3 separate regions of the Sus scrofa genome follow, and all the other regions are linked to region 3. Evidence: chromatin contacts called from public Hi-C and HiChIP or PLAC-seq data. All regions are on one chromosome and are shown on one strand. The core of a region is the stretch at or near the end of the contact, and the rest is flanking DNA. Distances in the headings are between cores, read along the strand shown. Region 1 overlaps LOC110262125 (a long non-coding RNA gene). Region 2 holds the start of ARF6 (ADP ribosylation factor 6). Region 3 overlaps LOC110262124 (a long non-coding RNA gene).

What was found. Hi-C and Micro-C count contacts between places; a contact is called where the count stands out from the background. HiChIP or PLAC-seq counts read pairs in DNA pulled down with a chosen protein or histone mark.
Region 1: a Hi-C map of retroperitoneal adipose tissue shows a contact between it and region 3, with 2.1 times the contacts expected there. The contact joins two enhancer-like sites. A contact is called at or near these places in 2 of 5 promoter capture datasets (fetal liver and liver), 18 of 47 Hi-C or Micro-C datasets (embryonic fibroblasts, fetal heart ventricle, fetal liver and 9 more) and 2 of 2 datasets of contacts at active chromatin or transcription factors (alveolar macrophages and skeletal muscle).
Region 2: a contact with region 3 is called in an H3K27ac HiChIP or PLAC-seq map of alveolar macrophages. The contact joins the promoter of ARF6 here to the enhancer-like site in region 3. A contact is called at or near these places in 3 of 5 promoter capture datasets (fetal liver and liver), 16 of 47 Hi-C or Micro-C datasets (adipose tissue, alveolar macrophages, embryonic fibroblasts and 8 more) and 2 of 2 datasets of contacts at active chromatin or transcription factors (alveolar macrophages and skeletal muscle).

What each region holds. Positions count from the first base shown.
Region 1 is chr1:179,891,012-179,894,101 of Sscrofa11.1, forward strand. All of the region lies in intron 1 of LOC110262125 (a long non-coding RNA gene), which reads right to left. Among named protein-coding and RNA genes, the nearest start is that of VCPKMT, 15 kb to the right of the region's middle. Within about 2 kb of position 1,395, at least 6 of the 83 cell types and tissues checked have an H3K27ac peak or open chromatin away from gene starts, as enhancers often do. A contact at or near this core is called in retroperitoneal adipose tissue, where this site is marked.
Region 2 is chr1:179,712,537-179,715,300 of Sscrofa11.1, forward strand. It overlaps ARF6 (ADP ribosylation factor 6), which reads left to right and starts at 1,501. Exons shown (of 1, transcript NM_001078677.1): 1 at 1,501-2,028. The coding sequence starts at 1,501. The coding sequence ends at 2,028.
Region 3 is chr1:179,789,353-179,792,071 of Sscrofa11.1, forward strand. All of the region lies in intron 2 of LOC110262124 (a long non-coding RNA gene), which reads right to left. All of the region lies in intron 3 of LOC102159522 (a long non-coding RNA gene), which reads left to right. Among named protein-coding and RNA genes, the nearest start is that of ARF6, 77 kb to the left of the region's middle. Within about 2 kb of position 1,384, at least 33 of the 83 cell types and tissues checked have an H3K27ac peak or open chromatin away from gene starts, as enhancers often do. A contact at or near this core is called in adipose tissue, alveolar macrophages, embryonic fibroblasts and 4 more, where this site is marked.

The DNA of each region.
Region 1 (3,090 bases), core at 145-2,644, 100 kb after region 3:
AAGAGGTCAAAGTTAAAATGCTACACTAAATGAAGGCTTTTCCCGGTACCCAAGGAAAGTAGCAAGGAAGTTTTTTAACCTTTCATAGATTACAACTTTTGTTCCTAATCTTGCTCTCAAGATCTCAGATCTCACCTAATACATACTGTAACTCCCCCTCCACTTTTCAGGCAGCCCCTTAACCGCAGGGGTCAGTCCTGCCCCAGAAACCACCTGCTCTCCTAAGCAATTAAATTTCTCAACAATTTGTCATCTCAACTCTAAATAACCCTATTATGGGGATGGAGAGGGGGAAGCCTGAACATTTTCCAGGTGCAAAGGTGGTGGGTCTGTGCTTCTGTAACACAGTGAAATCACTCCCACAATGGGTTTGTATTTCTTCATTTTAGCTTTCTGAGTGGTTTTATGATGTTTAGTAGTTTGATAAGCTGAGATTTCCATAGTATGATCAGCGACCAATATTATTCTAAGAAGCTTGTAAATCAACTGCTAAGATGATTTGGCTGTACTATGGGCAAAATCATGACTTAAAAAGCAGATTACTTCTTTGGAAAAGGAGTGGTTGAGAAGATCGTAAGATAGGGGTAGAGTGTGAAAGGCAGAAAAGTTTAATGGCTGTACCAGTTAGGACCTGCTCCACTGCAGGGAAGAGAACTCCAACCTCAAACTAGCAGAACAAAGGTAATTAGGTTATATAACTGGGGATATAACAGTCCAGGGGATGGAGTTGGCTTCAGGCACGGCTGGCTTCAGAGGCTCAAACTGAATCATCAGGACAGTGTTCCGATTTCTCTCTTTGCATCTAGATTCTGCTTGTCTGTGTTGATTTTATTCAGGGGCAGCTGAAGTCTTATTTTATCCTTGGCATTAATGACTCCAGAAAAGAGGAAGTGCCTCTTATCCAGGAGGGCTCTGTGACATCTACCCCTAAACTGCTGGTTTGGTCATGGGGCAGGCAGAGGGGTCAGTTCAGTGGGTTCTAAGAAATCTGGTCTTCATCACTGAGTTGGGAGAAGCATTTTAAAGAAAGGGAACCCTTTCTGATGTGCACAAGGGCACGATGTAGAGCCCTGACTCCACCAGGATGCTCCAGGAACACCTACATGACTATTTCTTGTTTATCCTGAGTCCACAATGGATCCTGAATCCATCCCTTCCTCTCCATTCTCACTGCTACTGCTTGAGTCCAGAACTCCCCGTGGCCCCTGCCCCCAATCTATCTAGCTTGGACTGTTGTTAATGCTTCCTTCCTGATCCCTTTGCCTTATGTTTTTCCCCCTCTGGACTGCTGCCAAAATCTTTCTAAAATGATTTGACCCAGTGACTTGTTTAATATCCTCTCCTTGCCTATAGACTATCAGTTGACTCATGGATGTGGCATCCAAGACTCTCCACGTCCTTCACTGCACACACCTTATGTTTCCACAACACAGAAACCACCACGTCTGAAGCAGTTGCATGTGTCTGTCTAGAACACCTGACAGGTTGTCCAATGGATTCCAATTCATCACTCAAATGTTAACTCAGTGGTTCCTTCATAAAATGTCCCCTGATCAACCCAGGCAGAGTTAACCGTACTGTCCTTTGTACTGCTGCTGTAAGTAATTGATACCTCTATTACTGCACTTTCCCCAGAGTTGCAGTTATTTCTGCATATGTCTACCACATTCTGGATGAATGAGCAGCTTAAGCATACAGACTGTATTTTGTTTGCTCCTAGCACCTAGTAGAGCACCACTGTAAATCTAGGACACCTGCCCTAGTACCTGTTTCTTAACTAAATTGAAAGAGTGAATAAACGTGTCAAATGTTTCAGTAGTCATGGAGGGTGGATTTGAGAGGGAAGTAAAGAGAATTTAAATGTACTAAGGCTCTTTTACATTAGGTGAGGTCACCTTACACATGTGACCTCAGCTTCAGGTTAAGTGTGGAAGAACTTTAAGAGCAACGAGCTCTATTTCATTTGCTGTCCCCTTTACAGTATCCTGAGGAGTCTCCAGGAACTTCTCTGCCAAGTTCTGTTCGTGCCTCTGTGGCCTCTGTTAGTCTGCTGCATGGGGACTCTTTTGAAGGGAGCTATTTCTCTGCTACGTTTGTTTGTTCTGTTTTGTTTTGGTATTACATTCTGCTGGGAAGTACCAAATCAGCGGTGCCTTTCATCTTACTAACATCTTACAGGGTATTTTTGGTAAGAGTAACCTTTCGTGTCTTTTCCCCTGTGACTTCTTACTCCCTTCCTGTAATGAAGGTGGAGTCTCAAGAGGAAGTGAACAAGTCAGAATAAATGCCAGGCATGCTGCTACACTGGGAATCCCTCCTTTCTGACAGTCAACACTTTCGTTTTTCCTGGACCACGTTATGTGTTGTTTATTCAGGATGACATCTTTTGCACCTCTAGTTTGCCAGTGTTTACCAGTCTGAACTTTCAGAGCCCAAAGTTGAGGCTTACTCTGGGGAGATCCTTCTTCCCTACCCTTGTCCGCATGTATTATCTGGTTTAACCATCACCACAGTGCTATCTAATAGATGGCCTTCTTGTCTTACAGAGAACACTAACACTCAGAGAATTTAACTTGCCCAAGGACATACAGTGAGATTAGAGGGCAGTCAAGTGGGCCATTTTCTCCTTGGGAGAAAAGCAGAATGTTCGAGTGGGAGCAGAAGGGAAGGTGAGTGGATTTAGAACAGATCTGGGGCTATCTTCTAGAGCTAACTGGGAATTTTGTTCCTACGGGCCATTCTAAACCTTTACTCTTCTCTCTTCCTTGGAATATCAGGTTAAAACTAGACACTTATTTCAGACAGAGTAACAGACTGAATGTGGGTGTCGGAGAGATGCTTGAGCATAAAAAAAGAGATCTGAACGACAGAATTAAAAAAAAAAATCCTCATGACAAGATTTAGAAAGATGACAGCTACTTTAGAAGTACATTGTACCTGTATTCATAAATGTTAATGAAATCCACTGAATTCTCTGGTTAAACATTTATTATCTGTGGGAGTGTAAAACTTGTTTTTCCTGTTTTTAAGTTTCAAGATGCCATGCCATGTTCAATGTCATTGTATGTGATGAGATTACTCTTTACACTT
Region 2 (2,764 bases), core at 251-2,750, 77 kb before region 3:
TGAGATCAACTCGATAAGGTCAAATGTCCGAATCCAGGCGTCAGAAGTAGTTTTTCCTATTCTAAATCCAACGCTAAGATTATATAGACGAGGCTGCTGAAAATTAAGAATGAGAAACTACTACTAATCACAGTAAAAGATATTTAAAAAGGAAAAGCATGGGAAGTCTTGAAAATACTGTAATTTTTAAGAAACGTGGATTGCTCCTGACGGCTCAAACACTCAAAAGACGGGCTTTAGAGGAAACCCAAACCCAGTAAACGCGCCGCACTGAACGGCAAATCCCACGGGAACCACTGGCCTCCCACGTGTCTCTCAGGAAATGCACAAAACGAAGGAAAAAGAAAGCCAAAGGGAGTTGGGTGAAAGGTTTAAAACAGCAGATAGGGATTCACAGGGAGATGGAGGGCACACGAAGCCTGGGGTGGGCAAGAGAGAACTCGCAGAGCATCTGGCAGGCGCCGAGGACGGAGAAGAGGCCTGGAAGCAAAGCAGGGGGAGGCTTTCATCTGGAGAGCGGGCGGCCAACGGGCCCCACCCAGTGGATCTGCTTCTCAGGTTCCAATGGGGGCGGAGGAGGAGAGCGCGCGGAAGAGAAAAGCAGAGAGGGGAGAAGACGCTAGAATAGCTACAGGTGGGCGCGGGTCAGAGCCCGGGCTGCGCGGGAGCAGGGCTGGCCCCACCTGGGAGCCTCCGAGCCGCCGTAGCCCCGCCCCTCCGCGCGTGGCGCCCCTGACGCTTGGCGCGCAGGCCGCTCTCCTTACAGAGGTCGCTCTTGTCCCGAACGGTCGGCCTCTGCTGCGCCTGCGTCGTCGGGAGGGGAAGTGAGGCGGTTTCCTCGGCGCCTTTTCCGGCGGCGGCGGCGGTAGAACTGGGAGGAGGCGGTGGAGGCCGGAGGGAGCCCGCGCTCTGGGCGGCGGCTGGAGGTAACCTCCTGGGCTGAGCTGGAAAGGCGGGCTCCTTCGGCCTCCGCTCTCTTCTGGGGCTCCCGCAGTAACTCCCTTTTTCCTCTCTGTGTTTCTGCAGGCAGCGCACCGAGTTCCCGCGAGGATCAATGACCCGACGGGGCGCCGGAGCCGCTCTGCTCTCGTGTGGCCTGGGTCAGTGGTGAGCGCGGTGCTCCGCGGACCGGAGGCCGGGCCGAAGGGCCGCAGTCTCCCGCGGCGGAGTGAGGTGAAGGCGGCCGAGCAGGAGCCGGCGGCGGCGCTTGTACGGCGCCTGCGGGGGGAAGGGCAGTTCCGGGCCGGGCCGCGCCTCAGCAGGGCGGCGGCTCTCCCAACGCAGACTCAGGCCGCGGCGACGGGAGGAATCAAGTTGTGTGGTCGGTGATGCCCGAGTGAGCTACGGGCCCGGGCCTCTGCCCTGAGGAGGCAACTCCCACGCAGGCCGCACGGGCCCCCTCGCGACTGGGAAGCTCCGTTTCGGTTTCGCGGCGGCGGCGGCGTTGTTGGAGGGGACCCGGGACACCTGAATGCCCCCGGCCCCGGTTCCTCCGAAGCGATGGGGAAGGTGCTATCTAAGATCTTCGGGAACAAGGAAATGCGAATCCTCATGTTGGGCCTGGACGCGGCCGGCAAGACAACCATCCTGTACAAGTTGAAGCTGGGCCAGTCGGTGACCACCATCCCCACCGTGGGTTTCAACGTGGAGACGGTGACTTACAAAAACGTCAAGTTCAACGTATGGGATGTGGGCGGCCAGGACAAGATCCGGCCGCTCTGGCGGCATTACTACACCGGGACCCAGGGTCTGATCTTCGTAGTGGACTGCGCCGACCGCGACCGCATAGACGAGGCCCGCCAGGAGCTACACCGCATTATCAATGACCGGGAGATGAGGGACGCCATAATCCTCATCTTCGCCAACAAGCAGGACCTGCCTGATGCCATGAAACCCCACGAGATCCAGGAGAAACTGGGCCTGACCCGGATTCGGGACAGGAACTGGTATGTGCAGCCCTCCTGTGCCACCTCGGGGGACGGACTCTATGAGGGGCTCACATGGTTAACCTCTAACTACAAATCCTAATGAGCATTCTCCACCCATCCCCCAGAAGGAGAGAAATCAAAAACCCATTCATAGGATTATCGCCACCATCACCTCTTTGAATTGCCACTTTCTCTTCTTTTGAATTTGAACTTTGGAGTTACAGTTCTACGGTTTGGGGGAGGGGGTTAGGGGGTTTCTTTTTTGTTTCTTTTCTTTTTCTTTCTTTCTTTTTTTTTTTTTGGCTTTGCGTTAGGATGCTCTGAGCTGACTTTTGACACGAACACAAAGTACTTAGATACTCTCGTTGACTTCCAGCAAATGGGATGGGGGAAATACAGCAGTTCTTGATAAATTCCTTTATAATAATGGTTTGATTTTTTTATTTCGAGAGAATCTTCTTTTCCAATGTATGCTTTTTTCCTTTTTGCCCAGTTTCCTTATCACTTGCTGTAGATGGCTTATTTTGCATTCATGCAGACTATGTTGCAAGTCTGTTTCATCTAGTAAACTGAAAATTATTGCTTAATCAAACTGCCGTTTGTCTTTTATATTTAAGGCCTTTTCCCCCTCCCTTATGAATTCCAACTTAGTAAATTCAAATGTGACCTTTTATATCTAAGACCAGTATAGTAAACTTAGCCCACAGGGGCAAATAATGAGTAATATCATTGTAATATGTTCCAGTTGCACATCAGTATGTTAAAACAGGTAATGTAAGTTCTTTGAAATGTCAGCTTTTAAGTTCTGAAACATACATCATGCATGAGTAAGGATA
Region 3 (2,719 bases), core at 134-2,633:
CTGATTGGATCAATAGCCTGGGGGAGGGATGTGTTAGCGAGGTCCTGAGTTGAATGTAGTGCTTTTCCCAAGTAACATACTTGCATTTTTAATAGGAGTCTCCTGGGGGAGGGGGAGTGTTCATTTCTAGACATTAAAACAAGCTGGTGTGTGCATGTGTGTGTGTGTGATGGGAGGGAGAGAGAAGAAGAGGAAGAGGAGGAGGAGGAAGAGCGTGGCTACCATTTGTCAATGCAGCAAGAAGAATGCAAGAGTAGCCTTTGTCCCTCCCATCCAGAGATGACCACTGCTAATATCTTGGCATATATCCTCCCAAGCACCCAGTGTTATAGATATGAACATCCTTATCTCTAGCAGTCAAATTTAGACACTTATAAAACTCAAAAGTTGTACACATAGTTTCTATATGTACCATTTAGTAACACTTACACTCCTGCTCCAGTAATCGCACTTGTAGGAATTTATGCTAAAGGAGAAACTAAAATGATAAGATATCATTAGCTATTATGTATTGAATTTTAATTGTGTACCAAGGGTTTTACATTGACTCATTCCTACACCAGGCCTACAAAGCAGATAACATTATCCTTCACTAAATAGGATGGAGAAGGGAAGGACCTTGTCCGGGTCATTCTGGAGCTGGGGCTCAGTGAGTGTGGAGGAAGGAAATCCCAGGAAAAAAGCATCCTCCACCTGGATCCTCTCAGAGATGAGCATACCCCTTGTCCCAGAGTCTCCTGTCCTCTCCAAAGGCATCAAAAACCCTGGGTGGGAAGCATGTGATCCAAAGTCTTGCCCTCACCTTTAGGGGTGGGTGATAGCAGATGACAATGCCTGTTGCGCCTCCTGCCTGTCCAGTTTCAGCTCTTCCTTGAAAGCACCTCTTCCAGGAAGCCTTCTCTCAAATCTCTCGGATCAGTTCTGCCTCTCTTTTCTTTCTTCCCTTGCAGGGCTGGAGCTACCTCATACAGTTTGGAAGAGAGTCTACCGCCTTCCAGCCTGCCTTAGTGTTTCTCAAAATATATTCTTAGGGTCCCAAGCAGAGGTCTCTGGGGAGCTGTTAAATGTGCAGACTGGCTCAGCAGGTTTAGAACCAGACAGTGTCCATGAGGATGAAGTCTGATCCCTGGCCTTGCTCAGTGGGTTAAGGATCTGGTGATGCTGTGGCTGTGGGTGTAGGTCACTGCTGAAGCTCTGATTCAACTCCTAGCATGGGAACTTCCATATGCCACAGGTGTGGATGTGAGAAAAGAAAAGAAAAAGTACAGCCCAATTGACTTAGATTGTCTGTTGGGGGCCCAGGAATCGGCATGTCACAAGCATTTAGTTGGGGGCAGGGACACTGCTCTGGTGCCTACACCTCCTCAGAGCAAGGACTGTCACATTCTCCTTGAGTTCCCCGGAGCACAGAGCACTGGGAGGTACAGCAGGCATTAGTGTTTGGTGGATTCCTGCAGAGATGTTTTTCTTTAGAAGGAAATGAAAGTGGAGGAGGTAGAAAACGTGGGTGTGGAATAACGGAAGAGGGTATAATTTGAGAGCTTCTGCCAGAGAGTAGATGAGATGGGAAATCTCGAGGGTGGTTTGGGATGCCCACTTTGGGGTCCTTTGAAGACGTATTCAGTCAGTATCTTTTTCCCTCCTTTTTATTCCCACAGATACATACTTGAGTCCCAGGATTTTTTTTTTTTTTTTTTTTTTGAAATCTGGACTTTCAATGCCAGAATGAGTAATTGTGTATAAAGTGGGTCACAAGGAAGTGATAACTAATGCACAGACTATTTTAACTGCTGAATCAGAAATCTCTATGCTACATTATGAAATATGCGGGAAGGAAAAATAAGCAGATGATAGGAGTGGAAAGAATCCTAAAATAATATTTTCACAAACAAATTCTGGCCCAACGTACGCCGGAGGGGTGGGGGAACTGCAATAATCCGCACTTCTGAGAGTGGAAGAATTGAAATAGAATTGCCGAACTGGCTAACTTTCTGAATGACATCAGACCTTCTGAGGCACATGACCACACAAAGCCACAGCCTGAAAGGCTTGGGCAACGTCTTGGGTCATCTTAGTCACTCTGCTTCCTAGCACAGGCGGGCAGTGCTTAAAGAAAGCAAAGACAAAACGAAACCCAAATGGAATTTAAAGTTGTCTTCTGCTTGCTCCTCTTAAACAAACAAAACCTATCTTTTCAGTTTAACTTTGTTTCATAGATTTTTTTTCCCCTTGTGGCAAAATACGCACAACATAAATATTACCGTTTTTACCATGCCTAAGTGTACAATTCAGTGGCATTGAGTACATGTGTGGTGTTTTGCAACTATCACCACTATTTCTAGAACTTTTTCATCAACCCATACGGAAACTCTGTACCAAACAGGCAACAACTTGCCACTCTCGCTACCCCACCAGTCCTTGGTAAACATCCTTTTAATTTCTATCTTTAGGAATTTGCCTATTCCAGGAACCTCATACAATGGGAATAACATAATCTTTGTCCTTTGGGAGACAAAAAAAAAAAAAAAAAATCTTTAGCCCTTTTCAATTATCATCCTGTTTTCAAGGTTCTCCCATGTTACAGCAAGTGTCAGAATTCTGTTCATCTTTATGGCTGAGTAACATTTTATACCCGTATTCATTTTTTTCTGGCTATACTTATGACATGCAGAAAGTTCCCAGGCCAGGGATGGAACCCACACCACAGCAGTAACCTGAG